3 separate regions of the Ovis aries genome follow, and all the other regions are linked to region 2. Evidence: chromatin contacts called from public Hi-C data. All regions are on one chromosome and are shown on one strand. The core of a region is the stretch at or near the end of the contact, and the rest is flanking DNA. Distances in the headings are between cores, read along the strand shown. Region 1 holds the start of AHDC1 (AT-hook DNA binding motif containing 1). Region 2 holds the start of GPR3 (G protein-coupled receptor 3). Region 3 overlaps IFI6 (interferon alpha inducible protein 6).

Region 1 (3,975 bases), core at 598-3,097, 180 kb after region 2:
GGGGTCAGGCTGCTGGGGAACCCCTCCGGCTCCCATCAGTCTTCATCCCCAGCCCCCAAACTCTCTGGGTTGCCGTCCCTTTTCCTGTAGAACAGGAAACAAGGTTATTTCCTAGACTCGGAGCCAGCCCCCTGCCCCTCTGGCTCTGCCCGGGGACCAAGACCCAGCAGGGGAATGCGCCCGGAGCCAGAAAGCGGAGGGATTCAGCGATTCACCCCCCAGCGACTGGCCCAGGGGGCTGACAGCTGTCACTCAGCACCCCAAGCCCTGGGGAAGAGGGGGCCCCCGATTCAATCAGAGCCTCAGAGGAAACGCATTGATGGGCGATTATTTATTTATTTATGCAAAAGTGAGCCGACTTTGTTCGCCAGGTAACCGGGCACGCGGCCCAACCCCTCCGGCCCCGGCCGCCCCCAAATCCCTCCTCCGCCCCACACCCCCTCCGGGTCATTAGGTCCCCGCCCCTCAACTCCCAGAGCACAAGCGGAACCTTGGGATTTGGGGGTTGGAGGGGAGGGGCTTCTCCCCTCCGCAGTCTCCCCCTTTCCCAGCGCCGTTCCTAAAATCCAGCCTTGTTCTCCGCTCCCACGGTCCCCCCCTTCACCCACCCCCCCCCCCTACATTCTCAGCAAGCTGGAGAGCAAATTGCAGTTTTAAATCCAAAGACGGAGGGAGGGGGAAGGAGGAGGGGGCGCGCGGCAGCGCTGGGCGCGCACCTCGCCCCCGAGCCGGGGGAGCCGCGGGGCGGCCAGGAAACCCGAGAACCCCCCCTCCCCGCCCCCCCTTCTCGTCCACCTCCCCCTCCCCCTTCCCGGCGCTGCCTGCCAGGCTTCGAGCCGAGCCCAGCCGAGCCGCGGGCCCCGGTGGAAACAAAGACCGATCGCACCGCGGGCACCGCAGCCACGGGGTCCGGCGGACCGGACCGGGGCGCGCGGAGGGGGCGCGGGGCCCCCCCGGTGCGCTGCACAAAAGAGCCCGGCCGGCCGGTCCCCAGCGGGGGTCTAGGGCCGGGGAGGAGGCGCCACTCACCGGAGTGCTGGGCTGCCGGCTCCGTGGGTCCGAGCCAGGCGAGGGGCTTCGGGGGGCGTCTGTTTTCCGGCGGCGGCAGCGACGCGGGCGCCCGGCAGCTGGGGAGAGGAGTCGTGGAGGAGCCCTGAGCCGCCCGCCGTTGCTGACAGCATGGCTCGCGCCTCGGCTCACATTCTCCGCCGCTAACTCCGCTGGACCCGGCCCCCCAGCTCCCGCGGCGCCCCCCACCTCGATCACTCCTTCGTTCTCTCTCTGCGCCCCCTTGCTCCCCCCACCACCACCACCGCGCACACACTCTCACAGCCCTGGACACCCCCACCCCCACCCCCCCAATTGCAAACCTGGGAGGGAACGCGCCCCGCGTAGTCCTCCTCCTGCTCCTCCTCCTCCGCCCTCCTCCCTCCCGCTCTCTTCTGGCTGTCTGTCTGTCCCTCTGACTGTCTCAATCTCTCGCTCCCTCTGCCTTTCTCTGCTCTCAGAGCTGGGTGGGAAAAGGAAATGAGGACAGAAAGCAGACGCTGGCTTTGGGTGGTGGTAGCTGGATTCCCTCTCTCCCTCCCTCCCCCTCCTCCCCTCCCTCCTCCTGCCTTCTGCTCTCTCCGCGGCGAGCGGGGCTGAGCGCAGCCTGGCGGGTGGCTCGCGTTGCCCGCCCGCCCGCCTGTCTGTCTGTCTGGTCTGCCTCGCTCGCTCCCTCCCCTCGCCGTCTCTCGCCCTCGCCCTGCCTGCCTGCCTGCCTGCCTGCCTCTCTCCGTCTCCGCCGCCGCCGCCGCTGCCTCTGCGAGCTCGCCTTACCTTCGCCGCTCACCATCCGGAACCCCAGGGGGGAGCGCGCGCGCGGCTCGCCGGGACTTGTAGTCCCCGCCTCGGCCGCTCCGCGCGCGGAGCGGGCGGGGCGGCGCCGGCAGCTCCGACGGCGCGGCCGGGAGCCCGCAGGGGGCACCCAGCGCCCGAGCCCTCGCGCGCTTCCTCTTTTACCAAAGGGGGATTGCGTTCTTCCCTAAGGATCACCAACGTTCCCCACCTTCCTCGTCCCGCTGCGGGGGGCTTTGGCCGGAGCGGAGGTTGCGGGTGGGAGTGAAGGGGCGGGGTCTGAGAATGGAAAGAGTAGAATGGGGGAATCGAGGGACTAGCTAAAAGGACTTGAGACTTTCTGGGGGCGTCCCAATTAAATGAGAGAGGAAGCGGTAAGAGGAGACGGCCGGCTCCCTGAATCTGGAGGCGCTCTCCCTTCATGAGAAGGTTACCTATTGAGTAAAGCGCAAGGGTTGATGGAGAGAGGGCTGCTCCAGAAAACTCAAAGCCCGCCCGCACCTCCTCCTCCTTTCAGGGACCCCCAATCTCAAGTTCTGAGCTCTGGGTTTAGCCACCTCCACCAAAGACTAGTTTTTCTAGAAGTCCGAGGAAGACAAGAGCATGAAGTCCTGGATTCTCCACAGATCTCTCTCTCTGTCAGACACACACACACACACACACACACAGCCTTGCCTTCCTGAATTCGACTGAGCTTCTTCCTGGTGTCAGGAAGCAGCATTCAGATTCAACAGTTCAGAGCTCCTGCTGGGCCCAGGGGGCTGGACTCAGCACTTTCACCTACCTCCTCTGCAGGTCACATCTGTTATCCAGCCCCTAGCTCCGGCCCCCTGCCTGGCCTGTCCCCACAGATGGGAATGTGCACTGCCAGGGCCTGGTTACCAAGGAGAGGTCTTTGGACAGTGCAAGAAGGAGAACTGCTGCTGCTGCCACTTTCTGAACACCGCAGGGCTCTTGAGTCCTGCAAAGACCTGGTAGAATGATTTTGTTATCATTTCCATTTTAGAGATGAGGGCACTGAGGCCCATGACCCCTACTGAAGAAGTTGGTAGAGCCCGGCTGGACCAGGGTCTGTTCCATTCCAAAGCTCACTGCTTAACCTCTGGGTCAAGCAGGGAGCTGCGACTTCCAAGCTCTCCATCTGACCTTCTCTCCCGGCGTCTGTGTGTCCTCCCTTGGCACTTAAATTCGACAAATGTTAACTGAGGTGTGCAGGGCTCACAGGGGACACGGAGATGAATAATGCATGGTGGCTGTCCTGTCCCCGGCGTCTACCAGCACCAGCCCCGACTGGTCCTGTGCTAGTCCCACTTCATCTATGTGTCTGACATTCCTTTGCCCAATGTCTGCTGGCTTTTTCTGTCTTGCCCTGTGTCTGAAGTCCCTTCAGCAGTGCCTTTGTCCTTGGCCCACCCGTTTCGGACTCTTCCTTTGGCCCTGCAGGGTGATACGAGGTGATGGCCAGCGTGTGACAAAAGGCAGGTGGTGTCGTTTTGCCAACAGCAGCTCCCTGTCACCACCTGCAAGCCCCTCCTCTAAGACAAAAAAGTTGGGGGGATCTGGGGGACACTCTGTTGGCCCTTTGCAGGGAGTGGGGGCACCACAGCCATGGAAGAGGTCTAGGGCTCTAAATAGTTCCATCTATTGATCTGGCATCATCCGGGCTGCTGACCAGCCGCAGAGGCACCCATTTGGGAGTAGCTTCTCCTTACAGGCAAGCCCTGGGTTCAAAGATTTATCAGTTGAATGGGAACCATTGTAAGATCAGATATTAACAAAAGAAAGCAATGGTTAAAGTTGTTAGGGGCCCTTTGCAGCTCCCCAGCCTGACCTAAAGTTACACAAATAGATGAGGCTTTGGCATCTTGCCCCAGCTGGTCCCCCACCGGTGAGACTTTAGCATTGGGAAGGCTAGGAAAGGCCCAGGTTCCCCTTTCTTTCACACCCTCACAACATCCTTACCTATTAGGCTCTGCCCCAGGGCATAAAGACCCCATCTAAGCTGAATCAAGTTTGAGGCAGGAACTGGGGGGCAATTCAGGATGGCTTCTGGGAGATAGGGAGCCCAAGGTGGAGTGGGATGAAGAGGAGTTTGGGAAAGACACGGGAGAGGAGAGATTAGGTGATGAGGTACAG
Region 2 (3,995 bases), core at 348-2,847:
GCTCATGGGATCTAGTTCCCCTGACCAGGGATCAAACCCCAACCCTCTGCATTGGGTATGTGGCATCTTAGCCACTGGACCAATTGGGAAGTCCCTGTCTCTAGAGAAAACAGGCCCAAAGAGCCTAAGATATTCACCCAAACTAACTGCTGACCACACCACCTGCTAACCACCCCAAACTCACCATGTGCAACCTGAAGTACAGTATCTTCTCCAGCCCTGCCAGCCCCATGTACCCTGCCACTGGCCGGCCCCCTCCTTCTCCCTGCCCCACACTGACTGTGGATACTGCAGTGGTTCTGTGCTGGGAGGATAAGTGGTGGGGCCTGGGATCTGGGCCCTCACCTGGTCCCTGCCCCCAGCCCCTTCCCACAGGCCTGGTTGATTCCAATGAGGATCAGAGCTCGAGTTGGAGGGTGGAGGAGGCAGCTATTTCCCCTTTCCCAGAACTGGCCATATCTGTGGCATCTGGAGAAGTCAGCTGGGAGAGGTTCCCTGGGAACAGGAAGAGGTGGGGAAGGGGGAGTTTCTTCTCTGTGCCCTGCCCTGCCAGGGTGCCTAAGATGGGAGGCCGAGGGGGGCCCGCCCTGGGGACTGAGCTGATGGCTTTCTGCTTCCAAGTTCTTCCCGACTCCTGCTGCTTCAGGGAAGTGACCCCCCCCACCCCCCCCCCCACCCCCACCCCGCTGGCTTTCCAGATCCTTGAATAAATAATTCAAGTTTTGAAATCTTGCCAGGCCCACCCCTCCCTGTGCAGTGAGGGCGCTATTGGGCTGACATGATTGACGTCGCCCAGCTCCTTCTGCCAGCCCCGGCATCAGGAGGGCTGGCCCGGTTACTGTCAGTCCAGACCCTCTACCCTGTCCCACCCCCCTGGGGGCCCACAGTCACCTGGTATCTTCATTCCAGGACCCTATGACCCTTATCACAGCCTGGTCACTTGTGACAGGGTCACGGTGACCTGAAGAACTATCACCCAGCCCCTCCACCTTCCCTTTCCTACCGCCTCATCCCTGAACCCCATCATGGCCCAGCGTCACCCTGACACTGCTATGGTTGCCCTGGGGGCTTCCTTCTCCTCCTCAGCGTCGCACTGCCACCATCCCCCCAAGATCCTGTCACCGCGCTCATACCGTCACTTCCACCCACCTCCCTGCTCCCTCGTGCTCCTGTCACCATCACCTCAGGGCCCCATCGTCTTGGCAACCCCTGTCATCCTCACCGGGGACGCTCATTCAGCCCCCATCACTCGGGCTCCGTCACCTGAATTCCGTCAGCCTGTCTCTGCCACCCGAGGGTCCCATCACCTCCACAAACTCTCCGGGGCCCCTTTCTTCCTCTCCCTCTAACACATGCCCCCCGCCACCTCCCTGAGACTGCAAGGGCTCTCGCACCAGCGACCCCGAAACCCCCGGCCCGTAGAGGGCGCAGCGTCAAGGACAGCGCGGGCCGACTCAGAAGGGGGCGGAGCCGCAGCCACGGTCGCTTTTTATGAATGGGGGAGCGGGCGGCACGAGGCCTCATTACTATGCCGAGCGGCGCGCGCTGCGCCCCAGCGCGACGCACCCATTGGCCAGCCGGGCCACTGACGTCACCAAAGCGGTGGTCGGGGGCGGGGCAGGACGGGGTGACTCACGCCGCTTCTCCCGCGGCCGCGGGGGCTTCTCGGGGTCCTCACACACCCTGCGCAGCCCGGACCCGAGCGCAGCCTCCCCGCGGCCCGGCCGCGCCCCGTCCCGAGAGGTGAGTAGCGGGCCCCGCCTTGGGTACCAGGCGTCCAAGAGGGCACGCAGGATGCTGGACGCTGGGCAAGCGGTCAAGCTCCCAGCCGTTGGTTGGGGTCGGAGGTTGAGACCAGGAACTCTGAGTCTGGGCTAACAGGAGGGGACCCAGGGTCTGGGTGATAAGAGCTGTCAGCTGGGTAGCCCGGCGTGGGGTGAGCACTCCTGCAAGGACCCGAGGCCCTGAAGGGACTGATGGTCATCTGAGTTTGGGCCGGCAGGAAGCGTCTGGGCCAGGAACCAGGCGTCCGAGCAGGAGGAGGTGTCCGACTTAGAAATCCAGACGTCCGGACAGGAGGCGGAGTCAGGCCCAAGAGCCAGGTGTCCAAGCAGAGGGAGGGATCTGACTCCAGGATCCTGGCTTCCAGCAGGGGGTGTTTGTCCCAAAGACCCAGAGGTTCAGGCAGAAAGAAGGGTCCAGCTGGGGGCAGAAGTCTAGGCGAGTGTGTGTTGGGGGGCTGAGGTCCCAGATGTTGTTACCCTAAGAGTGCAGGGTGGGGGCTGGCGGGAGCTTCACGAGCATTCTCTGGGGGCGGAGTCTGGGGCTGGCCATACTGAGAATCGTGAGGGGTCTGGTGAGCCTCAGAAACTGAGCGTCATCCTCCCCAGTGGGGAGGGAGCAGAACTGCTGTCAGTCTTGAGATGTCCCCTCCCCCAGTCCTGGGCCTTTCCCGGCTTCTCCGGGATCCTATGGGCCTCCATCCACTTATGGTAGTCCTTCATCTTGTCCTCCTCGGTCACACACATGGGAGAGAGACCTGCGGGACTCAATGTATTAGAAGGGAGAGGGGAGCGACCCACCACAGGGATCCCCAGACCCCTGCTGGCCTAGGGGCATAGGTGAAGACAAGGGTATCCTGGAAGGAGCTTCAGGGCATGGGAGGGGGTGGGCAACCTGGGACCCAGCCAGGTATCCTGAGGAGAGACCCCCCCCCCCCGACTGCTTCCAGACCCCTCTACCCAGCACCCAGCCCTGCCAGCTTCTCACAGGGCGTTTCTCCTACAGGTACCATGATGTGGGGTGCAGGCAGCCCCCTGGCCTGGCTCTCTGCTGGCCCTGGAAACATGAACATGAGCAGCATGGGGTCCACAGAGGGGCCCACAGGCCCTGCTGCACCGCTGCCCACCCCCACGGCCTGGGACGTAGTACTGTGCATCTCGGGCACACTGGTGTCCTGTGAGAACGCGCTGGTGGTGGCCATCATCGTGGGCACTCCCGCCTTCCGTGCCCCCATGTTCCTGCTAGTGGGCAGCCTGGCTGTGGCAGACCTGCTGGCGGGCCTGGGCCTGGTCATGCACTTCGCTGCTGTCTTCTGCATTGGCTCAGCAGTGATGAGCCTGGTGCTGGTTGGCGTGCTGGCCACGGCCTTTACTGCCAGCATCGGCAGCCTACTGGCCATCACCGTTGATCGCTACCTTTCTCTGTATAATGCGCTCACCTACTACTCAGAGACAACAGTGACGCGGACCTATGTGATGCTGGCCCTAGTGTGGGGGGGCGCGCTGGGCCTGGGGCTGCTGCCTGTGCTGGCCTGGAACTGCCTGGATGCGCGGGCCACGTGCGGCGTGGTCTATCCGCTCTCCAAGAACCATCTGGTGGTCCTGGCCGTCGCCTTCTTCATGGTGTTCGGCATCATGCTGCAGCTGTACGCCCAGGTCTGTCGCATCGTCTGCCGCCATGCCCAGCAGATTGCCCTCCAGCGGCACCTGCTGCCTGCCTCCCACTACGTGGCCACCCGAAAGGGCATTGCCACCCTGGCCGTGGTGCTTGGCGCCTTTGCCGCCTGCTGGCTGCCCTTCACCGTCTACTGCCTGTTGGGCGATGCCCACTCCCCACCCCTCTACACCTATCTCACCCTGCTCCCTGCCACCTACAACTCCATGATCAACCCCATCATCTACGCCTTCCGCAACCAGGACGTGCAGAAGGTGCTGTGGGCTGTCTGCTGCTGCTGTTCCTCTTCCAAGACGCTCTTCCGATCCCGCTCCCCCAGTGATGTCTAGTCTCATCCTGGTGACCCTCCAGCCCTCATCACTACAGAATTCCAGAATGTTAGGTCCTCCAGGGCTTTGTTCCAACCCCCAGCTCCACACCCCAAGACCCAGCTGGTTCTGGAGTTCTAGGACTTTGGGTGTTTCACAGGATTCTGTTCAGATCCCTGCAGGGCCCAGCTGGCTCCATGGTTCTAGAATGTTCCGGTGGTCAGGGTCCCA
Region 3 (4,436 bases), core at 1,490-3,989, 230 kb after region 2:
CAGGATGCCCACCCTTAGGAAGAAAGAAGATCCAGGGCTGTGAGCACTAGAAAGTAAACCTAGGCTCCAAAGTTAGATTATCTAATTCTTGGTTTTATTTGGCTATTTCCTCTTTGCTTTATGCAGGTCCCTAGTCATAATAATGGACATTTACTGAGTGTTTAGCATTTGTCAGGCATCGTGCTAAACTCTGTTCGTGATTTCATCTAATCTCATAAGAAATGGCAATCCACTCCAGTATTCTTGCCTGGAGAATCCTGTGGACAGAGGAGCCTGGTGGGCTACTGTCCGTGGGTCACAAAGAGTCAGACACGACTGAGCAACCAACACACAGAGGCTATTATTGTTCTCGGTTTACAGGGAAGGGAAGTGCAGCGCAGGGCAGTGAGGGAACTTGTGCAGGGCATGAAGCATGGTAGGAGAGGGCAGGGCAGCTTTGAACCCAGGTCTGTGGGACTCCAGAGGGACACCCCTAACCACTCTGCTCCACTGCTTCATGGAAAACTCAGCCTCACCTGTGGTAGAGAATATTGAGCAAAAGTTAGGGGCCTGTGTTTACCTGACCACAGCATTAAAGGGGGTTGAGGCCTGCATGGCAGTGACAGCGGGTATTATCAAGAGCTCCCCAGGAAAAAGAACAAGCGGTCCAGCCCCTGCCTCCCATGAAGGTTGAGGGAGGTGAAGGGACAGGTGGATGGAAGGAGACTGGCCTCAAGTTCTCTGCACATATATTGAGCACCTGCTGTATGCCAGGCACTGGGGAGGCGATATGAGTGAGACGCAGTGCCCTCTGTGAAGGGGCTTAGGGAACACACTTCCGTCTCTGGGATATCGACTCTGTGGACAAACTGGGGTGCAATTAGCACGCCTGGGGGAGTGTGACGCCTGAGACATGGGCAGAAGCCCACCGAGGCGGGGCTCAGCTGATGCCCTGTGCTGACTCTCAGGGCAGGGCACTCAGCTCAGCTTCCGCTCCTGGAACAAACTGTGGAGACGGTGTTTGAGGTGCCAGTGGGACCTCCAGCACCTGTGCCCCCTCTTTAACAAACCCAGCTTCTCTGGTGCCCTGGGGCGAGCCAGCTGGGGCCGTTTGCCACCCGCAGGGTGGCGTTGGCCCTGGAGACAGGAGTGAGCACGATGTAGCCTCTTAGCCGCCTCTGCATGTTGGCAATCAAAGGGGAAGTTCTGGGTTAGAAGTGGGGCGGGGTGGGGGAGGCCTGAGGACAGCTGGCTGGGCCCTTTAGTGACCGGCGTTTGCGGTTCACACACGGCCACTTCCCTGGGGATGCGGATCTCTCTAGAAGGCTGGTCTGGAATCGAGGCTGGCACACCCACTCAGGCCGGAACCAGAGTCTGTCTCTGCATTAGTGCCAGAACCAGCTGGAGCTTTACTGAAGAGTGGTTTCTGGGGCCTCTTTGCCCTTCTCCCCCCTGCTGAGGTCCTGGCACTCTGGTTCCCTGGACAGGCCTCCCGAACCTCAGATCCTCCCAAGGGCTGGGCCTCCCCTTCCCCCTCAGAAGGCGTGTGGGCTCCAGCTGCAAAGTCCCCACCCTGTCCCCAGAGCTCTCTAAAGGAAGGGAGGCCTCGCTGAGCACCTCTACCCCCCAAAAGCTGCTCTTAAACCGTTTCCCCATGACAAAGGTCTGGCCTTATCTGAGGGAGACCCCTCTAGCGCTTCTCTGGGGACTAGAGATCTGGCTTCTCCATCTCTGCCTGATCAGGGACATAGCTGGAAGCTTCGCTCACTGAGAACAGAATCTGCCTCCCCAGGCACCCTGTGAAATGCAGCCTGGGCGCCCAGGCTGTGACAGGGGTAGCAAGAAGCCTCTGCCAGGAAGGAGTCCCAGAGGACGAGGTATGTCTGAGGTGGGCTGTAAGCTTCAGAAGGACGTCCTAGGCCAAGAGACCAGAACACACCAAGGCTCAGAGGCAAAACCAGCTGGTCGTGCTCCAGGAGCTGTGATGGGCTCTAGGGAGGGAAATGGGGGTGGGGTGTGTGGATGAGGCAGACCAGAGCCAGATCTTGTTGGGCTTCTCATAGCAACCACGACTCACAGCAGGACTGAGTGTTTTCTGAGAGACGTTTATTCTGTGTGTATGTGTTTCTTTTTTTTTTTTTTAACCTCAGTCATTGCCAAGTGTGACAGAGGAAGCTCTGGACTGCAGCTGGAAAAGGAAGACAAGGAGGAAGGCGGGGCTTCCAGGGAGCTGCTGGCTACTTCTTCTCCTTTCTCTCTGCTTACTCTTTTTCTTTCTCTTCTCTTCTCTGTCTGCTTTCGACTTGCTTGTGGACAGTATAGCCCAGAAAGGCCCCGATCTTGGCCATGAGGGCACTGCCACCGCTAGCGCCTGTAATGCAAACGACAGCCGAGTCCCTTGGAACCCAGGCACCAGGCCCGGGAATCCAAATGTCGGGAAACAACGGGTCAAGTGTACCCTTTTTATTTCCAGCTAGAGGAACAGAGGCCCAGAGGGGACAGGACTCCTGCAAAGGGACTCCCGTCGCCACCCTCCCAACTTGCCATCTCAAATCCGAGATGAAAATGACAAAAATAAGAGCGCATTCTCTTCACGTCTGCGGTGGACACGCTGTGCTATTAGTAATGCTGACCGCCTCCTTGGTGGAGGCCTCGGTGGGAGCTGGTGGTTTGCAAGTGAGACATGTCAACCTTGCCAGTGCCATGTGTGACAGGACAACCTGTCACAACCCTGTGATGCTTGAGAGGACAGCCGTCACACAGCACAGGACTGTTGCTGGGCTTGCCCACACCCTTCCTCTCCCACCGTTGGGGGTGTGGCTCGGGCTGTCTTCCCGCTGCCCGCTCCTAGAAGGGCCGTCTTCTTGGGCCGCTTCTTTGGGCTTTTGTCATCCAGAACTTAGGGGAAGATGGAGGGGAAGGCAGAGGGGCAGTCTGTCAGGGGTGGTTTTTCGGAAGGATGTGGGAGGCCTCAGAGAGAGGGAGAGAAGGAAAAAGAAAAGACAGAGCTGGATGGGGAGACAGAGAGAGAAGTGAAAGCATGTTTTCCAGAAGCACCACGCTGTGCTCTGTGTCTGTCCCCGTCACGATGCTCAAGAATGCAAGACCAGGCTGAGCATGAGATTGAATTGGGTCACCTCTCCCTGGTTCGTTGCCACTCTGATTTTCTGGGATGGATGGATGAGATTCATAAAGTGACAAACTGAGGATGCCTATCCTGGTTAACGGGGAAACTGAGACTTGTGACTTAGCCAGAGCATCAGTGAGGCCTCTGGCGTTACAGGCTGAAACCAAGAAGGCCTATTCACTGGGCTTGAATACTGGCGGTGGTACTAACTATATGGGAGAATTTGAGTCAGTTCCTTAATCCCCAGGACCATGCCTCAGTTTCCCCATGGTGTGTAGAGCCGAGTTAGGCTGTGGAAAGGGCTCAGGGCAGTAAAGGAGGCCCCTGGCCTGGGTGTTCCCGCCTCCAGGAACCCTGCCCGGACTCACCCAGGCTCTGCAGCGTGGCCACCAGCCCCCCGGCCGGCACTCCGCCTCCGTTCGCCACGGCCGACCAGCTCATCAGTGAGGAGGCCACCGAGTTGGCGGCGATGCCGGTGCTCGAGAAGCCCAGCACGGGTAGTGCCGCGGCCATGAGTCCTGGAGGAAGAGGAGGGCGGTGGGTGAGGGACGCCGGCTGCAGGGCCCGCCCGCATCCTCCCACGCTCCCCTCGCTGCAGACCTACCGCCTCCGACGGCCATGTAGGTCACCATGCCCCAGAAGCTCGAGTCGCTGTTTTCCTCTGAGCGTCTTTTTCCGTCTGGAAGGAGAATGGACAAAGTCCAGTGGGGAGCAAGGGTCCCCTATTCGGTGCCCGAAGCTCCAGACCACCCGGACAGGTAGGACCACCATCCTCCCATTTTGGAGCTCCTCAATGAAGGATAGCGGCTTTTCCCAGGTCGCCGGGCCTGGCACAGAACTGGCCTGAATACATTTCGAGAGAATGGACCAACGGACAGAGAAGAGATTCAAACTTGGGACTTTGGCTACAGGGAGCCCCGCCCCCCCACCCCCCGCCGCCCCGCGCTGTCCATTGGAATAGCTCCTCTCATTCAGAGGCATGCCTGGGTCTCTAAACGAGGGATCCTGAAACTCTCCGCTTTTTTATCCTTGGGTGCACCAAGATCCTTACCTTCCTCTCCGCAGCAGCCGCAGGTGTAGAGTAGCAGGTAGCACAGGAACAGCGATACCGCCTTCTGCCGCATGGTGGCGCAGCTCAAGGCTTTGTCACCGTATCTGGGTTAGGGGCAGAGGAAAGAGACGGTCCCCTTATTGGAACCACGCCCGTTCGGTGGTAATTCCCTTTGAATTGGAGGATGAGTCCACAAAAAGCAGCAGGATCCTCTGAACTGAGCCCAGGACCCCCTCTAAAGAACCACAGGCTTTTCGTTTCCTCGCTGCACCAGCGGCG

What was found. Hi-C and Micro-C count contacts between places; a contact is called where the count stands out from the background.
Region 1: a contact with region 2 is called in a Hi-C map of liver, with 7 times the contacts expected there. The contact joins the promoter of AHDC1 here to the promoter of GPR3 in region 2. A contact is called at or near these places in 12 of 16 Hi-C or Micro-C datasets (blood, hypothalamus, liver and 6 more).
Region 3: a Hi-C map of tail adipose tissue shows a contact between it and region 2, with 4 times the contacts expected there. The contact joins the enhancer-like site here to the promoter of GPR3 in region 2. A contact is called at or near these places in 5 of 16 Hi-C or Micro-C datasets (hypothalamus, mixed tissues, muscle and 2 more).

The regions. Positions count from the first base shown.
Region 1 is chr2:239,443,006-239,446,980 of ARS-UI_Ramb_v3.0, reverse strand. AHDC1 (AT-hook DNA binding motif containing 1) reads right to left here and starts at 1,847. Exons shown (of 7, transcript XM_042245109.1): 1 at 1,371-1,847; 2 at 1,030-1,127.
Region 2 is chr2:239,622,368-239,626,362 of ARS-UI_Ramb_v3.0, reverse strand. It overlaps GPR3 (G protein-coupled receptor 3), which reads left to right and starts at 1,597. Exons shown (of 2, transcript XM_027965442.3): 1 at 1,597-1,743; 2 at 2,788-3,995. The coding sequence starts at 2,793. The coding sequence ends at 3,785.
Region 3 is chr2:239,393,319-239,397,754 of ARS-UI_Ramb_v3.0, reverse strand. IFI6 (interferon alpha inducible protein 6) reads right to left here. Exons shown (of 5, transcript XM_027965432.2): 2 at 4,158-4,261; 3 at 3,711-3,785; 4 at 3,475-3,624; 5 at 2,065-2,350. The coding sequence starts at 4,230. The coding sequence ends at 2,241. Among named protein-coding and RNA genes, the nearest start is that of IFI6, 3.6 kb to the right of the region's middle. Within about 2 kb of position 2,739, at least 33 of the 54 cell types and tissues checked have an H3K27ac peak or open chromatin away from gene starts, as enhancers often do. A contact at or near this core is called in hypothalamus and tail adipose tissue, where this site is marked.